Linked DNA regions of Sus scrofa: region 1 is linked to region 2. The links are chromatin contacts, called in public HiChIP or PLAC-seq maps. All regions are on one chromosome and are shown on one strand. Each heading gives the region's core, a stretch centred on a gene start, on an enhancer-like site or on the middle of the called end of the contact. The rest is flanking DNA. Distances are from core to core; before and after follow the strand shown. Region 1 has its middle 120 kb from the start of HMCN1. Region 2 has its middle 92 kb from the start of IVNS1ABP.

Region 1 (5,159 bases), core at 2,127-4,626, 160 kb after region 2:
AGCAGGGTGAATCATAGTTTTGATTCTGACTACCAGTATCTCCTGGCTAGGGACAATGTTCCCTTAGACTAGAGATTCTCATGTTTTCAGTTTTCTTCTTAGGCCTCATCTGTTTCCACATAAAACTTTGTTCTACACTGGCTCACCATCAAACTGGCCACTTCTTAAAATTAGGATGCGCAAATAGTCACAGAGCTTTTGATTTTTTCAGTCTGCAGTTGTTTAACATTCAGGCTTTCTACTGGGCTTCTGAAGCATAGTTAACTTTTATGAGCCCCCCCCCAAGTCGTGTATTTTTCTATTTCCAATTTTACGAATCCAAGAAAACGCATGAAATGTTAGACATGGGAGCCTCGTCCAGTATTATATATTCTGCTAACCGGTTCGTAGGAAATGCTGTAAATGCCTATTCCATCCTTCTACCAAATATTCTAGTCGAAGCTTTTTCTGAAATGTCAATGAGAGTGGTTTTATAGATCAGCCTGGTTTCAAGTAGGAAAAGAAAACACATTTTTGGCTGAGGGTGGCCTGGAAGAATTTGCCTCGTTACTGTGACACTCTTCTCTCTCTGCTTATTCCTGGTCTCCAACTTCTAAATGTCCTCAGGCTATAGTCCTCCTGCAATAAAATGTGTTTTTGTTTTTGTTTTTGTCTTTTTGCTATTTCTTGGGCCGCTCCCGCGGCATATGGAGGTTCCCAGGCTAGGGGTCGAATTGGAGCTGTAGCCACCGGCCTACGCCAGAGCCACAGCAACGCTGGATCCGAGCCATGTCTGCAACCTACACCACAACTCACGGCAACGTCGGATCCTTAACCCACTGAGCAAGGGCAGGGACCGAACCCGAAACCTCATGGTTCCTAGTCGGATTCGTTAACCACTGCGCCACTACGGGAACTCCGTGTTTTTGTTATTTTATCTGCTTCATGCTCCTCCCACCTAAACAGGGTGGGCATTACTATTTTAATTAAGAGGAGAAATATAGGAACCGTGTATATGGGCATAGCTGTGTGTATAAATATGAATATGTGTATGCATATGTACATGAGAAACAGAAGAGTCAAGGCATTTACATCAGAAGGGTGAATAAGGCAAATGTGTATAGAAATAAAACTCGGTCTTCTCCATTTGTAACCTCAAGCTTTCCTTTCCCTTCTTTTTGTCTCTAGCCTCCTTCCATTTAATCTCTAATTTCCTGACATTTGGAATGACAGATATCTGAAATGAGCTTTGTCTCATGAACCCTGATTCCCAGCTGTGCAGTCTGTGACCAATGCCAGGTGTGTAGCTCGTGACCTGTGACACACCTAGGCCATGTGATGCCATCACATCACAGTCGGCTGAGGAACAGGTGGAATCTGAAGTCTGTGAGTGGAATTATGAGGGCTACTCTCAGGTTACTTTCCAAAAGCATTTGACTTTTTAAGAAATGCCTGTATGCTGATTTTATGATCGGGCAGGTTACTCCTTCACCAAAAATGTTATATGCCAGTGATGCAAAACTCACTTTAAGTTATGCCACTGCTGCCTTGTAGTGACTGGGAGGTGGGATGGGGTAGTATGAAAACCCAAAAAATAACATGTGTTCAACTCTTTCCAGCTCATTTAAAATTCCCGGTTGGTCTAATAGGTATTTGTTCGGATTCTTACTTTCCAACTCTGGCCATCTTCTATCCAAGTGCCTATACTAATTTAGTGTTTCTCTTCCATCTTTCCCTTTCAATCAGAATTAAATGATTAAATTCAGCTGTCATTTTTGGCTCATCCTCTGGGTATCAATCTCAGCATTTCTAGTGTTTTCTGGATTCACAGGCATGGGTGTTGGCCTTGACAAAATGCCACCTTCAAACCTGTGTTCATGGAAGGCTTAGATCCAAAACTTACTGAGATCTCTCAGGCTTACGACCACATAGATTCTCCCTCAGTATCTCATTCCAGAGTTGGATAATATAGAATTACATGTTTTAGACGATGTAAAATGACCAAATCCATATTACGAAGAAAAAAGATTTTGGCATAGATAACCTCAAACTTAAAATATGTCAACTTGTATAATGAACACTAAGCAGAACATTTAAGTCAGGCACGAACTAATCATCTTTCTAAGCTTATCCAGTGCTTTCTGCCAACTCCTGATTATGTGGGAGTTGCTGATCTGTTTTTCAAATTCTCTGGGGGTCTTCTAAGGTCATGTTCCATGCTAGGATTCTGGTTTCTTCACTTAAACAGAAGGCCCAGTTCCAGGCTGCTACTTCTAAAGAGAGCAAGAAAGAAATCCCCGCCCCTCCCTGTCCCCCAACTTCCTGAATCGTGAGAACCTGGTATAGGCTAGCTCTACCTTGGGTCCGATTAAGTGGCAACTAAAATACCTGTCCTTGGAAACTTTCCCTCAGGCTGAAGACCTCCTCTGGTGTATTCTATGCAGAGAATGTTGTCTCCAGAAAACCACTGTTAAAATAGCCGAGGGAGTGCCTGGACTGATCATTGGCATAGAGTAGATACTGAGTTCCCGGCTCAAGGCTTATATGCGTTTGTCCAATGGATAGATATTTCTTGTGGGAGAAGGTCTTGACTAAGTTTCCATAATGAGCTGACTGATGTGGACAGACGGTGTTTGTGCCCAGAGAGAGCATGGCTGGAGGAAGACATTTGTGAGGCAGATGGCAATGAAATAGAGGCAGTGGTGCTGCATGTCTGAGTACAGATGCAGAGAGCCCCACCAGGAATACTGAAGCAGGATCCTTGGAGCGTAGAGCCCAGGAATATGCATCCCCCCCCACCCCGCCAATGTCACAGGCTATTTAGACACAGCCACAGCTGGGAATTACTCCAACAAAAGGAAGTTTCCTAGAGCAGGTTTGAATGTAGTGCTTTCCGGATATGTGGAGACAATAAACGCATATTGACTGATGGACTGAATGAATACATTCATCATGGATGAGGTAGAACCTGAGTCCTTAATTGCCATTCCAGCCTTACTGCCCCCATTGCTTTCAAGCCAGGACATCCTGAGCAGCACTGCCAGAACCTCAGCTGTAATCTGGAGGAGAAGGAGAAGGCAGGAAGAACGAGGAGGAGACAAGCAGAAGATGACAATTGAAATAGCACCTTGGGATGTTTTAGGTTCCATCCAGCCTCCCCCCGCCTTCCCCAAAAAGAGGCAGATTGACATCCCATCTCCTCCAGCCAGCTCAACAGCATATGCATGATTGAAAGTAATTTATGGCTCCTTCCCAGACTCAGCCTCAGAGCAGGAAAGCTGACGTTAAAATGGTGCATGTGACAGAAACGTGGCCTTGCAGGACCCCCAAAGGAGCACCAAATCAGATCAGCTGTCCCTCATTAATCAAAAGTTGGCTGCAGCTCACTTGTCTATTTGGAACGAGTCTAGCTTTCCATCATCGTGGCAGAACAGCAGGTTCATGAATAAGATTTTAGCATGACACTGGGTACATGCTTGTTATTGTAATCTCTGCTTGTGAAATGAAATGTCTCAAAGGCCAAACGAAGTTCACGATCTGTAGTCCCACAGTTAGAATGCCTTGGCAACTTCTCTTTTATTCTTGGGTTGCTCTCCTTCCAGTGCAAGTTGTAGTGGGTCCTCAGTGAGTGTGTCCTCATGCCTTCAGCTGGACTCTGCAATGATAAGTCAGTCTTCAAGGAAGAAGCACTGGCACAGGGGAGAACTCGAGATCTGTGCTATTTAGTTAAGCACCATGCAGTGCAGAAATTCATTGAGACAGATAGTATTAACCCCAGTTTAAGGATGAAGAAACCACAGTTCCAAGATGTTCAGAAATTTGCCTGATTTTACATAGGCAATAATGGGGGGGGGGTAATTGGGGGTAGAGGGGAGGGGAGGGAGGGGAAGGCACAAAAAAAGAGAGGATTGTGAGAAAGTCAGTCATAAAGCAAGAGGAACAATGATATCGAAAAGAATGAGAAGAAGAAGTGCTAATTGAGTGCGGGGCGGGGGGGGGGGGGTGTCTTTTCTTTTTGCCATACCCGATTCCCCTGGAGTTCAGTTACAAATATATTTGAAGTTTTGATCAGTTATCTATATATATATACTCATTGCTGGTTTAGAGTCTTGTCTCTAAGTAACATATCCCCAGTCGGGGAAATTCTTTGGACAGAGAGAGCTGGCTAAGATCTGGTGCCAGATCAAACACAAGGGGAGTTAGGACCTGGCCAGGGGACCTGTCATGCTCTACTGCTGGTATCAAGTCAACACAGCCCAGTCTGGGTAAAACTGTCCCCTGCCCCAGCCCTTCCCTTGCTCACCAGGATGCATGAGGCTCCTGCACATTCCAGGAACCACCTGTCTCTGTCCTTCTCAGCCTGTCATTGCTCTATGCTCCTTGCTTCTCACTGCAGCCAGTTGGACCCCAAGTCACATCACATCACATGATACAGTCTAAAAAAAATTCTAATTGACAAGTGTTCCTGCCACACTTCTGCATGCTCAGCTATAGATAAAATAAATGTGGCAGGAAAGTATTTGAAATATTCATGATCTATTTCTTCTAGGATTTTCTTGTACATGTCGAACATTAAAAGTAACTTTAGGAGTTCCCTGGTGGCTCAGCAGGTTAAGGATCTGGTCTTGCCACTGCTGTGGGGTGGGTTCCATCCCTGGCCCAGGAACTCCTGCATGCCCAGGCATGGCCAAAAATTTTTTTTAAAAAGTAACTATGAAATAGCTTCCTTTCTTATACACCTGGACTGAGATTCACTACCTATGAAATAATCTTCAGCCATTGCGAATTTGGTGCTATACCTGTGAAACTTTAAAACTGAATAAGTCTAATGATTTCAGAAGCCTGATAGCTATGCAAACACTGGAGGGGATTACAGTTTGTTTATGGTACCTTTACAACTCCTTGGAAAGTAAATATTAAAACTGTGTTTTTAATTAGGGACCTTGTTTTCATTAACCTAGTCCTTGAAGAGAGCATCAGGGAGCCGACTGTACATTTAATGAAAGTCTGGGAATTGCCATAGCTTGACTTCTAGAGAAATTTTTGCCATTTAGGAGCACAATCATGACAAGAGACTGATATGTGTTCTTAAGGTCCCTTGAATTTAACTGCATTATTATTTTTATTTGGTAGTAGGGAAGACAGACTCAGAAATAGCTCTTCTAAGAATGAGATTTTGT
Region 2 (5,050 bases), core at 1,561-4,060:
CAGTCACAGAGCAGCAGGACACTGCCTGTGCTGGGGACCTCTGAAATAAAGGAATGTTTAGGTTTGTGGAGAATAGCCTGCTGCCATGACAATCTCAGAAAAGAAATTTTTAAAAAAATGTTATGGCCATACTGGCAGCATGTGGAAGTTCCTGGGCCAAGGACTGACTCCAAGCCACAGCTGCAGCCTGTGCCGTGCTTGGCAACTATGGGTCCCTTGAACCCATTGTGCCAGGCTGGGGATTGAACCTGCGCCTCCACAGCAACCTGAGCCACTGCGGTTGGATTCTTAATCCACTGTACCACCGCAGGAACTCCTTGGGAAGAAATTTTATTGAAGACGAAATAACCACTGCCGCAGGAGAGGTGTGAATACTCTTTGAGCATCTGCTCACTGCCAAGAGCTTGACGTGCGTTTCTTACTTTGACCTCATGGCAATCTTGGGAGGTAGGTTTGATTGGCATTTTACAGAGGAAGATAAGTGGGTTTGGAATGTTTAAATAATTACCAAGATCTGATGCCTGGCAAGCAGAGGAACTGGGGTTTGACATTTGGTCTGTGGGACTCCAGTACCTGCATCCTTCTTCGTCACACTGCTTAGCTATGGTGCTCTAGCCATTCCATAACATGATAGAAAAAACCACATTCCCGAGTCTCCTTCTAGGCTTGCAGTTCTAATATGATCTTCGGCCTTCAACCCCCATGATGGCTGTTCCTATAGAATCACTTGTTGACTGACCGTGCCCTACACTTTGTAATGGGTTTCTGGTTTTTGGCCCTTGTTTAAAACTTTGAAGTTTCACATTTCAGATAATTTTGTCCTTTCTCTTTAGTAGATTATAAACCCTGAGAGGTCACTAACTAACTGTTGTACCTCCCACAGCATTTTATGAATTACTGATGCTCCATTACTACCTATTGATTTGATTTTAATGAATGTTAGGGAGACATTTTCTGATATAGTTGATCTGAAATGAAAGTCATTGTCAGGATCATTTAAGTGATTACGATATTGTTCATGGGACTTCTGACAATTCTTACATCCACAATGTCAGATACAGGGAGATTGATAAGGGAATAAGTGGAACTTTAAAAAAAAATATTCTTTTTCTCTGCACCTGTGGCATGTGGAAATTTCTGGGCCAGGGGTCAAACCTGTGCTGCAGCAGTGACCAAAGCCACGACAGTGACAACTCCAGATCCTTAACTGACTGCACCACAGGAGAACTGCAATTTAAAAACTTCAGGAAAGCTTTTTTTGTTAAGGATTTCCAGAAAATATTTTCACTGCTTTCAGTCTTCGCTGTTAAAATCCCTTTAGATTTCAGTCAGCATTTTCATTATATTCATATCTTGTCCTCAATCAGATTAGAGTCGACCTCCACCAGGGAAGCTTGTTATACCAAACAGACAGCCTTTTTATTATTACTATTATTATCTGCCTCTGGGCCTTGCCTTTTTTTTCTTTTCCATTATGGTTTTTCGCAGGATATTGCATCTAGTTCCCTGTGCTTTACCTAGGACCTTGTTTTTTTATTCACCCTGTATATACTAGTTTCCATCTGCTAGTCCCCAAATCCCAATCTATCCCTTCTCCTCTCTCCTCCCCCCGTGGCAATCAGAAATCTGTTCTCTATGTCTATGAGTCTGTTTCTGTTAAACAGATATTTACTTCTGTCCTATTTTAGAGTTCACATATAAGTGATATCATAGGGTGTTTATCTTTTTCTCTCTGACTTACTTTGCTTAGTATGATAATCCCTAGGTCCATCGGTGTCACTGCAAGGGACATTATTTTGTTCTTTTTTATGGCTACATAATATTCCATGGTATACATGTACCATATCTTCTTTATCCATCCAACTGTCATTGGAAATTTAGATTGTTTCCATGTCTTGGATGTATTGTGACTAGTGCTGGTATGAACATAGGGGTGCATGTATCTTTTGAAATTATAATTTTGTCTGCCCAGGAGTGGGATTGCTTGATCATATGGCAACTCTATTTCTATTTCTTTGAGGAACCTCTATACTGTTTTCTATAGTGGCTGCATCAGCTTACACTCCTACCAACAGTGTAGGAGGGTTTCCTCTTCTCTACACCCTCTCTCCCATTTGTTATTTGTAGCCTTTTAATGATGGCCATTCTGACTATGTGAGATAGTACCTGAGCCTTACCTCTTTGAATATTTCAGAGAACTATTACTGAAAGATTTTTATGCTGAAATATCTATCATGATCAAAAGAGGGCAGGAAAACAAAAGCTAATTTTATTCAGGAGATTCTCTGTTACCCCTTGGCCTTGGCAATTGTCCCCTGCCTGGGACACTTCCCCTGAGAGGGTGACACTGGGCAGCAGTCTTGAGAGGCAATAATTGTCTCAATGAACAACAGAGGATATAAACAAACTTTGTTTCACTTCATGCTAGTACTTATTTTGCATTGGAAAGTATGTGTAATTCAAATTACTATAATTCCTATTCTTATGCCAAATGTAATCCTGAAGGAGAATATTATTGGCATGAGGTCTGGAGTTTGTGCTGCCTCAAAGCCAGTGGCTTGTTTTTCCATCTGGGTTAGGCACAGAGTTTGCAAGCTGTTTTTCCCCTGAGTTATTCACTCTCCGGTAAATTCCAGTCTTGGGCTACTGCAGGATGTATGAAAAACTTTGCCCTAGGAACTGGAAATGTACCATGACCCTTGTTTGAAAGTGTTATGCTACTGGAAGCACAACGAGTTCTACTGAGGTTTGTGTTGGCCACCTCAGGCTTGTGGTTCAGTTCAGAGTTTTGATTCAGCTCCATAAGTTTTTATGGCTTGGCTACCTGAGAGGTTGGCTCTCTCACTCTTCCTTCCTCCAAGCTGGGGAGATCTACTGGAGTACTTGGCTAAAGATTTCCACATTTTGCTGTGGAATAGTCACGATGATGGCTCAAGTGTTCCTGGAGGGTTTTCGTATTTGGAACTTTCTTATCTCATCTGACACTTCTCCGATTATTGGCTTTTCTGGATGCTGAGGTGTTTAAGTACTCTGTCTTAAGAATGTACTGTCTATTCCACTGAATTTATTTAGATAGGTTTTTTCAAAGATTGGAGCCTGTATTTGTTTCCTGTTGCCAGCAGCAACAAATTCCACAAAGTTAAAACAATGCAAATTTATTTTCTGGTGTTGTGGAGTTCAGAAGATCAAAAAAAATCTTAAAAGGCAAAAATCTAGGTTTCAGCAGGTCTGGTGCTTTCTGAAGGCTTCAGAGGAGACTCTGTTCCTTATCACTTCCTCTTCTAGAGGACCCCAGCGGTCTTTGGATGCATAACTTCCAACTCTGCTTTCAAGGTCACCCTGCCTTGTCCACTACGGTAGACAAATTCCCTCTGCCTTCCTACTACAAGGACTCTGTGATTACATTTAGGGTCCACTCATAATCCAGAAGAATCTCTCTATCTCATAATCCTTAATCACTTCTGCAAAGCCGCCTTTGCCATTTATAAGCTATGTATCCACAGGTTCTGGGGAACAGGACATGGACACCTTGGTGGGGGTGGGGGGAGCGACTCATTATTCAGCCTCCTACAGAGCCTGATGCATCTGAATTTAAATCCTGTCTCTCACAATGTTAAACCTTCTAAACCTTACATTGTACATGTCTAAATGGTGATAATAATGCTTATCTCTCACTAGGGTGATGTAAAATCTTTCAAAATTTTTTTTTTATTAAAATACAGTTGATGTACCATGTTCTGTCAATTTCTGCTATAGGTTGATATAAAATCAAGATGAGTAAAATAGATAAAGCATCGAGGACCCCATAGGCATTTAGTTAATGTTAGTTTTTTTTTTTTTTCCTGTTTCTTCTTCTAATATCTGAAAAGTTAAAGATTCAGTTTAAAGACAAGTGACTCTTTCAGCTTTATAAGTATTATAATACAAATGTGAAATACTAAAAATACTTCTGCTGACGTGATTATCACACGACAAAAATACTGGTTAATATCCAATCAAGGATCCAAGTCAGCCTGAAACTCTGATGTAATGCAACAGAGAGTGTATTAGTGTGTTTAGAGATGTACACCAATGGAATTAGAAGCTTAACTTAAATGTCATAATGAGGATTTTCTCCTTTCAATGTCTACTTTGATTTGTTTCAGAAAATCAGACCACTTCATGTTTGGAGGAAAGGGAATTAGAGGGAGAGGCATATCAACCTTCAAATGCTGGTATGGTTTTTATTTAGGTATGGAAAAATGAAAGCAATGATAATTTGTTTAACAAATATTAACTGAGCACCTCTGCTATATCAGGCGGTGGTGGCCAAGATGTTGACAACATAAAGGTGAAAAGCCATGGTTTCTACATCTAAATGGTTTCTAATCTAATGGAGAGGCAGAAAATAAATAGACAATTTCCATAAATTAGAATAAGAATTACAGTGGAAGCACAGGAGAAGAAGAAGTACTTAAGTTTCAGGAAGAATCCAGTAAGCTTAGAGTTTAGGTGGCCATTCCTGAGCCAACTCTTGAGGGAGAGGAAGGCATTTTGCAAGTGAATATGAGGATAGAGTATTCTAGGCAGAGGAAGCTGTATCTGGAAATGCATGAAGACTAGTAATATTACATGCTCACAGAACCATCACTAGCTTAATGTGGTAGGAGCAGACAGATATAGAAGTTTATCTTGAGAAACATCCCTGATGTTGAAATCAAGGATGAATTCAGGTTCATTTTGTATAGGTAACCCTGGATAACATAATATTCATTTACTCAACAAATATTCCTTGGGCAGCTACTGAATGTAAGAGATACAGAGTTTAGAGGAGTCAGTTCTTGCTAAGTTCTTACAAGCTAGTGTAAGAGCTTGTGATCCGTATATTCAAACTACAGATTTGAAGAAGTTGCAGTAAATGCAAGTGGCGATTTCTTGTGCTAAACCCTTATGAAAGCTGAGAGCCAAGAAAATGGGAATTCAAGCAGAACTTTCAAGCCCAGTTATTTTATTATCCAATAGTGATGATTAGCTCTTCACCGAAGATTTGCTTTCCCCTTTCAGAGTGAGG

What was found. HiChIP or PLAC-seq counts read pairs in DNA pulled down with a chosen protein or histone mark.
Region 1: an H3K27ac HiChIP or PLAC-seq map of skeletal muscle shows a contact between it and region 2. The contact joins two enhancer-like sites. A contact is called at or near these places in 2 of 2 datasets of contacts at active chromatin or transcription factors (alveolar macrophages and skeletal muscle).

Annotation. Positions count from the first base shown.
Region 1 is chr9:126,727,180-126,732,338 of Sscrofa11.1, forward strand. No RefSeq gene overlaps it. Among named protein-coding and RNA genes, the nearest start is that of HMCN1, 120 kb to the right of the region's middle. Within about 2 kb of position 3,377, at least 4 of the 83 cell types and tissues checked have an H3K27ac peak or open chromatin away from gene starts, as enhancers often do. A contact at or near this core is called in skeletal muscle, where this site is marked.
Region 2 is chr9:126,569,436-126,574,485 of Sscrofa11.1, forward strand. No RefSeq gene overlaps it. Among named protein-coding and RNA genes, the nearest start is that of IVNS1ABP, 92 kb to the left of the region's middle. Within about 2 kb of position 2,811, at least 8 of the 83 cell types and tissues checked have an H3K27ac peak or open chromatin away from gene starts, as enhancers often do. A contact at or near this core is called in skeletal muscle, where this site is marked.